Linked DNA regions of Mus musculus: region 2 is linked to region 1. The links are chromatin contacts, called in public HiChIP or PLAC-seq maps. All regions are on one chromosome and are shown on one strand. The core of a region is the stretch at or near the end of the contact, and the rest is flanking DNA. Distances in the headings are between cores, read along the strand shown.

Evidence for each region. HiChIP or PLAC-seq counts read pairs in DNA pulled down with a chosen protein or histone mark.
Region 2: a contact with region 1 is called in an H3K27ac HiChIP or PLAC-seq map of large pre-B cells, with 7 times the contacts expected there. The contact joins two enhancer-like sites. A contact is called at or near these places in 1 of 39 promoter capture datasets (the C10 cell line), 2 of 15 datasets of contacts at CTCF or cohesin (large pre-B cells and pro-B cells), 3 of 484 Hi-C or Micro-C datasets (brown adipocytes, liver and pre-B cells) and 1 of 115 datasets of contacts at active chromatin or transcription factors (large pre-B cells).

The regions. Positions count from the first base shown.
Region 1 is chr11:45,211,165-45,215,915 of GRCm38.p6, reverse strand. No RefSeq gene overlaps it. Among named protein-coding and RNA genes, the nearest start is that of Gm12159, 97 kb to the right of the region's middle. Within about 2 kb of position 1,590, at least 19 of the 459 cell types and tissues checked have an H3K27ac peak or open chromatin away from gene starts, as enhancers often do.
Region 2 is chr11:45,530,097-45,535,512 of GRCm38.p6, reverse strand. No RefSeq gene overlaps it. Among named protein-coding and RNA genes, the nearest start is that of Gm22284, 110 kb to the left of the region's middle. Within about 2 kb of position 3,967, at least 6 of the 459 cell types and tissues checked have an H3K27ac peak or open chromatin away from gene starts, as enhancers often do.

The DNA of each region.
Region 1 (4,751 bases), core at 341-2,840:
AACTATGGTAAAGAAAGCCCCTGACACATATCACACATTTAGAACACATTAAGGTTTGACTTCAACAAGAACAGTCAGATACCATATCCTGCAAAAAGAGTAGCCGCCCTCTATCTATTCCTGGGTAATATGGAGCTGGCTTAACAAAATGCCAGGATAATAATCTGAACAACAACAGAAGGCCCAGGGTCTTGGATCTGAGCTTTCAGGCTGATTCTGAGTCTTGTGGCACTGTTTTCATAAAACACTCCAAAGTAGATGTAGTCTGACATTTGAACCTTGTGCTGTTCTCTGCCATGTTTTATTACTTCTCTGTACACCAGGCAAGAGGACTCCAAACAGAGGAGATGGCAGCTTAAAGAAAGGAGTGTGAGACTCTTGAGAGCCCTTTTCTTTTTCCCCTTACACGGGTCCCACAGGTCTGAGAAAGTCAAGGGCTTGATATTTACTATTCATTGGCTCGGCACACATGGAGATCTGCGCTCAGAAGCCACAGAAAACGGAAAAAATGAAGTTGGGCACCTCCCAGCAGTTCCGGTGTTTCAGGAAGACACACTGAGGCTGCTCTTTGAGGGCTGCTGTGCAAGGTATGAGCAGCAAGGCAAGAGCCAGTACTCTCCGAGAGCCTTGACCTTCCCAGACATCTCCAGAAGCAAGTCCCAGCATTGCATGTCTCCAAAGATGAGAATTTGGGTGATGTTTCTTAAAGGTCACAGAAGCTTTTTAACAGCCAACAGCTCAGAAGCTGGTACACAATTCTGCCTCAGTTGCTTGAACCACCCCTCTCTTCTGACCCTGCAGCTTGTCCTGCCCCTCTCTATAATGCATCTTATTCTTTCTTTTCCACTAACTGTGGAGACCTGCACTGGCATCAAGTTTAGACAGTGATGGAATGGTACACACCTGGGAACAGGAAGCCAGGCTTAGTATAGCTGTTGAAGTACCTGGGGCTCACGTGGAGACAACAGATATAATAAATACATTGACTGGGCCAGACTCCAGCTGCTAGAGATGAATGCAATACTCTTTATGTCTTTGCTGAGGCTTTATATGTGCCCAATGATACCAAAGGACCCAGAGAAAACCTGCAGCATGGCTCAGAAGTACAGTTAATGCCTGTTTAATGTTAATGTTTCCTGTTTGACATGTGTTCTCTCTAATTCCTAGGTACAGAGATTTCTGGAAATGACTCATTATGTTTCCAAATCCTAAATTGATGTGTAACATAGAATCAGTACTCAAATGCTCGCCAAGTGTCCCTAACAAGATGACCTTACTCTTCTTTGGGAAATTAGTTGTTAACACCCTTTCAATGTACACATATGGCATGGGGTACTCCTGCAGTTGCAGGGTAGAGGAGCTGAGGGGCACTTTGACACAGAGAGAGAATCTTCCCAAAGCTGGGATTTCCTTTAAAGATCACCCTATTGCTGTGATAGAAGGGTGGCTTGCTAGTTGTTACATCAAAATACAAGAGAAAGCAATTAAGGTAGGGTAAGATTTATTTGGCTTGCAAGTCTGGGGTAGAGAGCCGGGGACAGCATCACAGGCCAAAGAGAGCTAGTCAGCTTCACTCACACTCAGGAAGCAGAGAGTAAACAGGAAGTGGGCTCTAGCTAGGAAGACTCAAGGGCTTGCCCCTGGGGAACTATTTCCTCTTATGAGGTTCTACTTCCTGGAGTTTCACAGCCTCCTCAAACAGCACCACCATGAAGTCCAAGTGTTCAAACACAGGAGCCTATGGGATCATTTCATGGAAGAAGAGTGGAGGAATAAGGCAGATATGATCTTCAGGTTCCCAAAATCACACAGGACAACAATTCTTTTCCTCGGTTAACCAAAATCTTCATATTCCGGATGTCTGTGGTATTGTGAGATTCATTTACCTGTCCATGTACACCTGCCATCCTGGAAAATATTTCCAGCATAAGGGCATGTTCTCAACATCTGCTTTAATACAGGGAGGATCCAGCATGGTAGACAATGTGGATCTGGAGGCAGGGGATATTCTGTCCTAACACCAGATGTTCCATTGTGATGACATTCTTTTGCTTTAAAAAGAGGCATTCCTCAGTTACTGTGATAAAATTTCTCTTCCAAAGAAAAAGCGAGTTTTCACAGGGACAGAAATCAGAAACGAATCAACCTATTTTTTTTTTTTTAAAAAGAAGATCCGTTAAAATCAATTCCTTAAGATTCTTCCTTCACCATTTCAAACCAGCATTTCCCTCCTTGTATGCTTGTATGTTTACATGGGTGGACAGCAAGCATGTGAGGACATCTGGTAAGTGCCTGTGGGTACCCATGGAAGCCAGAAGAGAGCAGCAGGTCCTGGAGCTGGAGCCCCTGAAAGAGCAGTAAGTCCTCTTTACCACTGAGCCGCTGCTCCTGCCTCTCCAATCAGCATTCTTGGTGACTTCACTTTTGATGGGCTCCACCTCCATTGTGACATTTGATGAGGAAAAGCAACACTCACTTGGCAGTTTTTGTTGAGCTTACATTTCTGAGGTCTCAGCATCTAGAGAAAATGTGGCCACATATATACATCTGTAATTAGTGAAGTTTTCCACATGCAAAGTGGTGATCAATGATATAGGAAATTTACATCATGTGTATTACTCTTTGCATAATACCAAGGTCTCAGGTATCACTAGGTTGTTTGTGTATATTTGATGTACTCATAGTGTACATAGATACATAGCATACATAGCTTGAAAGCAGTGTTCAGCCAAGGGCTCGGAAGTTTAAACCTGACTATGACTTAAACTTTCCCTGAAGCACTGACAAATAGGTTTTCTGAACTTTCTAAGTCTATACTTGTGATATGATTATGATCTACAGAATAAAAGCTAGAGATTTTGGTCTCTGTTAAGGTTCTTCTGAAGCTACGGGACTCATGGGACTCATTTCAACTATTTGATGACTATGATTGCAGCCATGACCCACCGTGTCTCACTCTTTTGGTGTTTTGTTTTGTTTTTCTCTGTGTAACCTTGGCTGTCCTGGAACTCACTCTGTAGACCAGGCTGGCCTCGAACTCAGAAATCCGCCTGCCTCTGCCTCCCGAGTGCTGGGATTAAAGGTGTGTGCCACCATGCCCGGCACTGGTGTTTTTTTTAATTGAAGAATTTTGCAAATTCTGGAAGTTATCAAAAAATCACACTTAGGCTAAATTGAAGGATTTTAACAAGACAACTTGTAGCTGAAGTTAGAAGTTTTGGCAATTAAGATTCAGTGTAGAAAAAAAAAAGTAGAAATAGAATTATTACATAACACGGTGATTCTACTATTATCATATAACTGGGTATATAACCAAGAGAAAAGAGTTGGCATTCTGAAGAGATATTTGTACTTAGTGTTTACTACAGCATGGTTTATAGTACACAAGACATGGGAACAAACTAAGGATCCATCTATTAATGAACAAATGAAGAAAATACATGATGGAATATTACTTAGCTGTAAGAGAACCAAACCCTTCCCCCTTTTCAGCAACACAAATAGAACCAGGTAAGATCATGATGAACTAAATAAGCTACAATTCCCATGGTAGGAGGAGAAAACTAAGTCACAAATTGTCTTCTAACCTTCACATGTAGGTAGTGATGTGTGCATGCCCACACACATACATGCAACATAAATAAATGTATAATTTTAAGATTGCTTGTGTGAAGCGTTGGTTCTCTTACTCAGTCTCAGGCCACATGAAGATGTTTTGATGACAGACTACATGTCAGGCTATATATACCATAGGACAAGGTGTGCAGTGGGCCGCACCATGCAGCTGTGAATAAGTGCACATGGTAGCATTCCCACAATGCTCAGTTCATCTGATGACTCATTTCTCAGAATGTATCCCATTCTCAAGAAGGGTAGGCTTTATGATTTGGTTTGGTAATTTATTTTTATCTATCTATCTATCTATCTATCTATCTATCTATCTATCATCTATCTATCTATCTATCTATCTATCTATCTGTTTATTTATTTATTTATTTATTTATTTGCTTTTCTTTCTTTATGCTCCAAACGCTAGTATAGCTGAGTGTTGATAATAACCTGCATTTAGCAGAATGTGCTAGGTTTCTGATCTTGCAAAGGAAAATCTTGTTGAGATAAATTTTGAATTCATCTTATCTGTAATATTAAGCCATTGCTGCCCAGAAGGCAAAGACACTGCCTCCTTATCTGTCATCCCAACTGGACCATGCTGGCAGGTTCCCACATCCTAATTCACCATGGGCAAACATCTTTCCAGAAGAGGACAGGTAGAATGATAATTGAATGAAGAAAGAGAGGGAGAGGGAGGGGGAGAGAAGGGAGAGAGGGAGAGGGAGAGAGAGATACAGGACTGCTCCTGGGTATGTTGGAGGAGTTTTATTGTAGATATGAGTGTGAGCATAACCAGTGGCATCTGGAAGCGTCCAGTGTGAACATGCCCTTTAGCTAGGCTATGTGAAGAAAGGGGGGGGGACATTGAGAGAAAGAGAGGGGAACCTGCAGGGAAGGCCACGAGGGCAAAAGGTAAAGGGCCCTGCTTAGCCAAAATGGCCACATTATATAGGGAATAACAGCATATATAGGGGAGGGGCAGACCAGCCCCTGGGCTGGAAGTTCAGGCATTTGTGGAGGGGTATACCATAGCCAGGGGGACCCTATAGCCGGTAGGGACTGAGGGATGCTGGGAAAACCTGTCACCAGCATCAGCTTTTATATATTAACATGCATCCCAGTTAGCCTTTTGCCCTGAA
Region 2 (5,416 bases), core at 2,718-5,217, 320 kb before region 1:
TTTCCAATAGTAAGCAATCAGGGAACAGGAGGATATAATTTGAAGATTAGGGAAGTGAACAAAGAACAGAAAATTAACTTTATAGCAACGAGGAGCACAGTCTGTTTGAAGAAATAAACCTCCGCAGAGCATTGTTGATAAAATCAGACTGTTGATTTAAACGAGGAAATATGAGCAAATCAGCTGGGGGTTTGGGCGATCTGTGGAAGTTGAGGGTGAAACTTTAGGCAAACCTGGAAAGCAGGTTTTCTGCATTCCAGAAACCTCATTCCTAAGTGAGAATGGATGAGCATGTGTGCATATATGGTAAGTGTGTGTGTGTGTGTGTGTGTGTGTGTGTGTGTGTGTGTGTGTGTGCATGCAAGTATGAATGTGTCTATGTAGATATGCATATGCATACATGTATCTAAGTGTATGTGTGTAAATGTGTATGTGTGTGCACATGCACATGTGTGTATGTGTATACATCAAGGGTATACAGAAGAGGGATGTATCTTACTGGGATGTTTAAATCATTTTCATCTGGGATTGTCTTTATTTAGAACGTGGCATTTACTACTAAGAACTAGGAAACACCAGCCTCCATTCCTGAAAAGACCAGCACTGACTTGTCTTCTGGAGCCAAAAAGTCTCAAGAGAAGCTGTGGTTCTCCAGGTGGCTAGAACAGGGCTTCTTCTCACTATACAGGGGAGGGCTGACCACATTAGGACAGGAGGCCTGTCTGCTATGGGGATGAAGAGATCCTTTTCTCTGCTGGAAGAAGCTCTGAGTTTCTCAGTGTTAAGTTTTCCTGGTCCAGCATTAGCTTTCATGAAGTGTTTGTTAAGAGCTTAGATTTCTCATGGTGGGAGATGCAGAGAGCATCCCTGAATATCAGAGTGGTGTGCCTCCTGCCTCTGTATCCCTTTCTCCTCCTTCTGTCGTGTTCTGGGACCTTGGAAATGTCAGTATGGGAACCCCTTCCTTCCTGCCTCTTGGTGCATTCAGAGGATGGGAGGCACTGTGCGCGAGTGAGCTTGAGGAGAGTGCGTGGTCCCCTCCTCCCCTGCCAGGTTGTAGGTGGGCTGGTGGCTTTCTCTACTAAAGGGAAGGGTTTCTCTATACTACAGCCACAGCTCAATAAAGCTCTCTCTCGACTCAGGAATCTAGCTTTGCCCCTTTAGGTATCAGAGCTTTGTGGTTCCCAGACACTAGAGCTTTTGGAAGTCCCCTTCCATCCTCTGTCTAGAATTCTGAATAGATATAAAGGATGAGAATGCTTTACCCCATACTGAAGAGCCTGTCACAAATTGACAATGAGCTCTTGGATGGACTGGTTTATCTTGAATGGACTCAGTTTCTTCATCCATGAAATGGGATGATAATGAGGTAGGTGACTTCACTGACATGTGCTATGAGTTCTGCCTTGTGGTACAATGTGCTGGCATTTAGGAGAAAACCAACATCGGTTGAACTCCTACTTCTGATGCTGATTGGCTCTGTGGTCTTGGGCAATTATTTCTTTTCAAACATGGTTTTTAAAAATGTGAACAATTTTTTTTTTATGCGTCTGCTGGTTTTGCCTCCATGTATATTTTTCTGTACCACTTGTGTACATGATGCTTGAGGAGCCAGAAGAGGGCGGTAGTGAGCTGCTCCGTGGGTGCTGGGAGTCAAACCCAGGTCATCTGGAAGATCACCCAGTGCTCTAAACTGCTAAACCATCTCTCCTGCCCTTGGCCAGCTCTCCTTATCTCTCTGAATCTTGGCTTGTGTCATCAGTAAAACAGGGATAACAACCCAGCTAAATACACAGCCATATGTGATGGCTGCTTTAACGTTCCTCCTGACATAGGAGACCACTCCCTGCTTTCCTGCAGGGGAGAGCCCCGTGCAAATTTTTTTTTTTAAACCTCTAATATTGTTCCACTGACAGTTGAGCTCAAACTTTCCAATCTGTTTGCTTCTTGCACACCTGTTCCTGAAGCTTTTCTTCAGAAGGATGTGGGCCAATGACTACTTAAGAAAGGGACTCAGAGACGGCCCATGTCACTTTATTGGCATGGTGATCTGAGCTGTTCCTTGTACTTTGGGAGTGCTCTGAAATAGTTGACACGTATCAAGGACTTTACTCTTTGTTCTTTGTACAGATGTCACCTGTACAGCTCAGGGATAGGACCTTATATTTTTCTTGGCACCTACTACATACCTAGATTTTAGATTCTAAAGGTCTTTTATCCAACTGCTCCTGTCTGCCACCGAACTTGCCATTAGTAATTCTGATCATAAATCTTCGTAAAATGTATAAAGCATATAGTATATTTATTCTTAAAATGTCTGCATGAGGTTTCAAACTTTCAATGGGTGGCCTGCTTAAGTGTCCTGGCGTGAGTGAAGCTGGAGTTTTGAAAGATTTATCACAGCTATTCTCATGCTCTGAGACCTCCACTTTCATTTTAGCATCTGGGCATCCAAGCACCCAATGTGTAAGTGTTAATAGCTGACCAGTGACTCCTTTGCAGTGACTCCTTTGCCATTGCCCAAGTGGGGAATCATCATTCTATTTCCATTGACTATAAACAGGCCACATTTGTCAGTACTTGCCGATGCTTTCCAACATAGTATCATTCGGTTTGTTCTTCAAATCATCTACTGACCACCCACCTATCCATCTACCCATCCACCCTTCTAACCATCCATTCATCCATTTATCCATCCAGCAACCTATCCATGTGTCTAACCACCTACCTACCCACCCACTCACCCACCTATCCATCCATCCATCCATCCATCCATCCATCCATCCATCCATCCATCCATCTATTCATACATTCACCTATCCACTCGGCTACCAGTTTATCTACCTATGTACCCACCTGTCCACCCTGCTCACCCACCCACCTATCTATCCATCCACCCATCCACTCTTCCATCTATCCATCCACCAATCTGTCCATTCACCTGTTCATACACGCCTACCCACTACCAGTTCAGCTACCTATCCACCCCACTCACCCAGTCACTTATCCACTACCCATCTAAAAAGCATCACAGACGGCATTCTTTAAAAATGTACAATGGACCAGTTATAGCCTCAGACTTAATACAAAACAAATTGGCAGATGACCCTAAAAAAAATAATAATAATAAATGCTCTTACAAGTGAGATACACCAAGTGTCTAATAGTGGTATTGGACAATCTTGAAATGCACATAAAGGAAAATGGGGCTGACTAAGAAAGCATTACTTTAGAGTGTGGGGACAGAGCTGTATCTTAAAGGATAACTGAAGTAGTACTGAGGCAAAGGAAAGGGGAAAATTGAGTAGAGGAGCCATGAAGAGGGAAGTAAGGAAAAGACGGACAGAAAATTGAAGTCCCAAAGTAGAGCAGCTAGGTGGAGTGAAGTATCTGAGAAGCAGGGAATGGGGAAGGTGGGAAGGCTGGTTGGTGCCAGACCCTGGAAAAGAGCACGGTTAAGTCAGTTAATCCAGTGTGGAGCAATGAGGCAGGGAGGGCTCCTGAGGCCCCATTCTCAGCCGAGGGGCAGATGGCTGGCTGCTGATACATTCAGGGGGAGGGAGAGTCAACTTTCTTTGGGGTTGTAGCCATGGGTAGGCTGCTCACACATATGGGCAGAACTAGTTAGAGAGAGAGAGAGAGAGAGAGAGAGAGAGAGGAAAAGACAGACAGACGGACCTAAAATTTCGAAGAAGTTGTGTTGAGGGAAGGCCAAGGGGAGTTGCAGGGAAGGAGTGGGAGGTAGATATATTGGATACATGTATGACATTTCCAAAGAGTATAAGAAATACAAACAGAAGAGCCTGGACTATAAAACTGGGGAACATAAAGCAGTAAGCTTCCCATCCTGGGACTGGAGACTTGAAGCCTCTCCCTGGCAGGGAGAGGCATCATGGAGGAAGTGCATCATGGTGTAGTATGTGGAGTGTTTGCCTTTTCTCTTAACCAAGTCACAGACCTTTCAGTGAGGCTTCAGTGGGTTCTGCTGTGTGTCTAATCAAGGAACCATGGACAGGCGCTAGTTATGATATCCCAGTTCTTTCAAAAAGGGAAGGAAACGTAGGCCTTTGCTTAGGGGACTGCATCTTAGTCGTGTCCGAACAGTAACTTCATGCGCAAAGCAAGTGAATTATCACCGTAATTAAAGTTTTCAACACACATCCCTGAAATTAGACATCTAGAAAAACAAAGCCAGTGTGCAGCTTGTTGAATTGGTAGATAGTAAATAACATTACAGTCACTCCACAAATGAAGAAGTGGAACAGCTGCCTGCACATGTAACTCTGTCTGTCCCAACTGTAACAAGTCCCCTTCTCTGAAAATAACTACTTTTTAATGACCCGCGTCTTACACTGGTCTATGGCTTTATCAGCTGTGGACATTACCTCATCCTCTAGTCTTGCTCGTGTATATGATTTTTAAATGTTATAGATCTTTTCAAGTCTATGGCTCCCCCTTCTTCATTGCCTTTAAAAACAATTACATGTATGTCATTACATGTATGAATGTACTTTATGTGTACAGACCTCAGAGGACAACTTCTAACTTTTCACCATGTATGTCCTTGGGATATATAACTACAGGTGCTCCGGCTTAGTGGCAGTGCGTCTACCCTTGAATCCTATCTCTGCCTGGGCTGGTTACATTTTTTGTTAACTTGATGCAGGCAAGGGTCACCTGGAAAGAGATTGAGAAATGCCTCCATAAGACTGTTCTGTAGACAAGTCCGTGAGGCATTTTCTTGATGGAAGAGGGTTCAGTCCACTGTGGGGTTGTACTATCCACATGTAGGTGGTCCTGGGTTCTCTAAAACCTAAATGGAGCAAGCCACTGGGAGCAAGTCAGTAGGCAGCATTCTCCCATGGCCTCTGATGAGCTCAACGGTGGGTACACAACAGAAACCAGTGACTATCCATCTCCTGGGCATCCATCAGTAACCAGTAGTTCAGCTCGGAGATGCAGGTCCCCATAACCCTATAAGTCCTTTCCCATTAATGATTGAGTATGGGGCTGGAGAGATGCCTCAGTGGTTAAGAGCACTGACTGCTCTTCCGGATGTTCTGATTTCAATTCCCAGCAACCACATAGTGGCTCACAACCATCTGTAATGGGATTTGATGCACTCTTTAGGTGTGTCCGAAGACAGCTACAATGTACTCATATAACATAATAAATAAATAAATAAATAAATAAATAAATAAATAAATCTTAAACAAAATGAGTATGGATGGGCTCAGTCTTGTACAGGTTCAATATAGACAGCTGCAGTGGATCTCATGACTGCACTATTGTGGCACTTTTAATCTTTATTTATTTATTTGTTTGCTTGCTTGGTTTTTCGAGACAGGGTTTCTCTGTATAGCCCTCGCTGTCCTGGAACTCACTCTGTAGACCAGGCTGGCCTCGAACTCAGAAA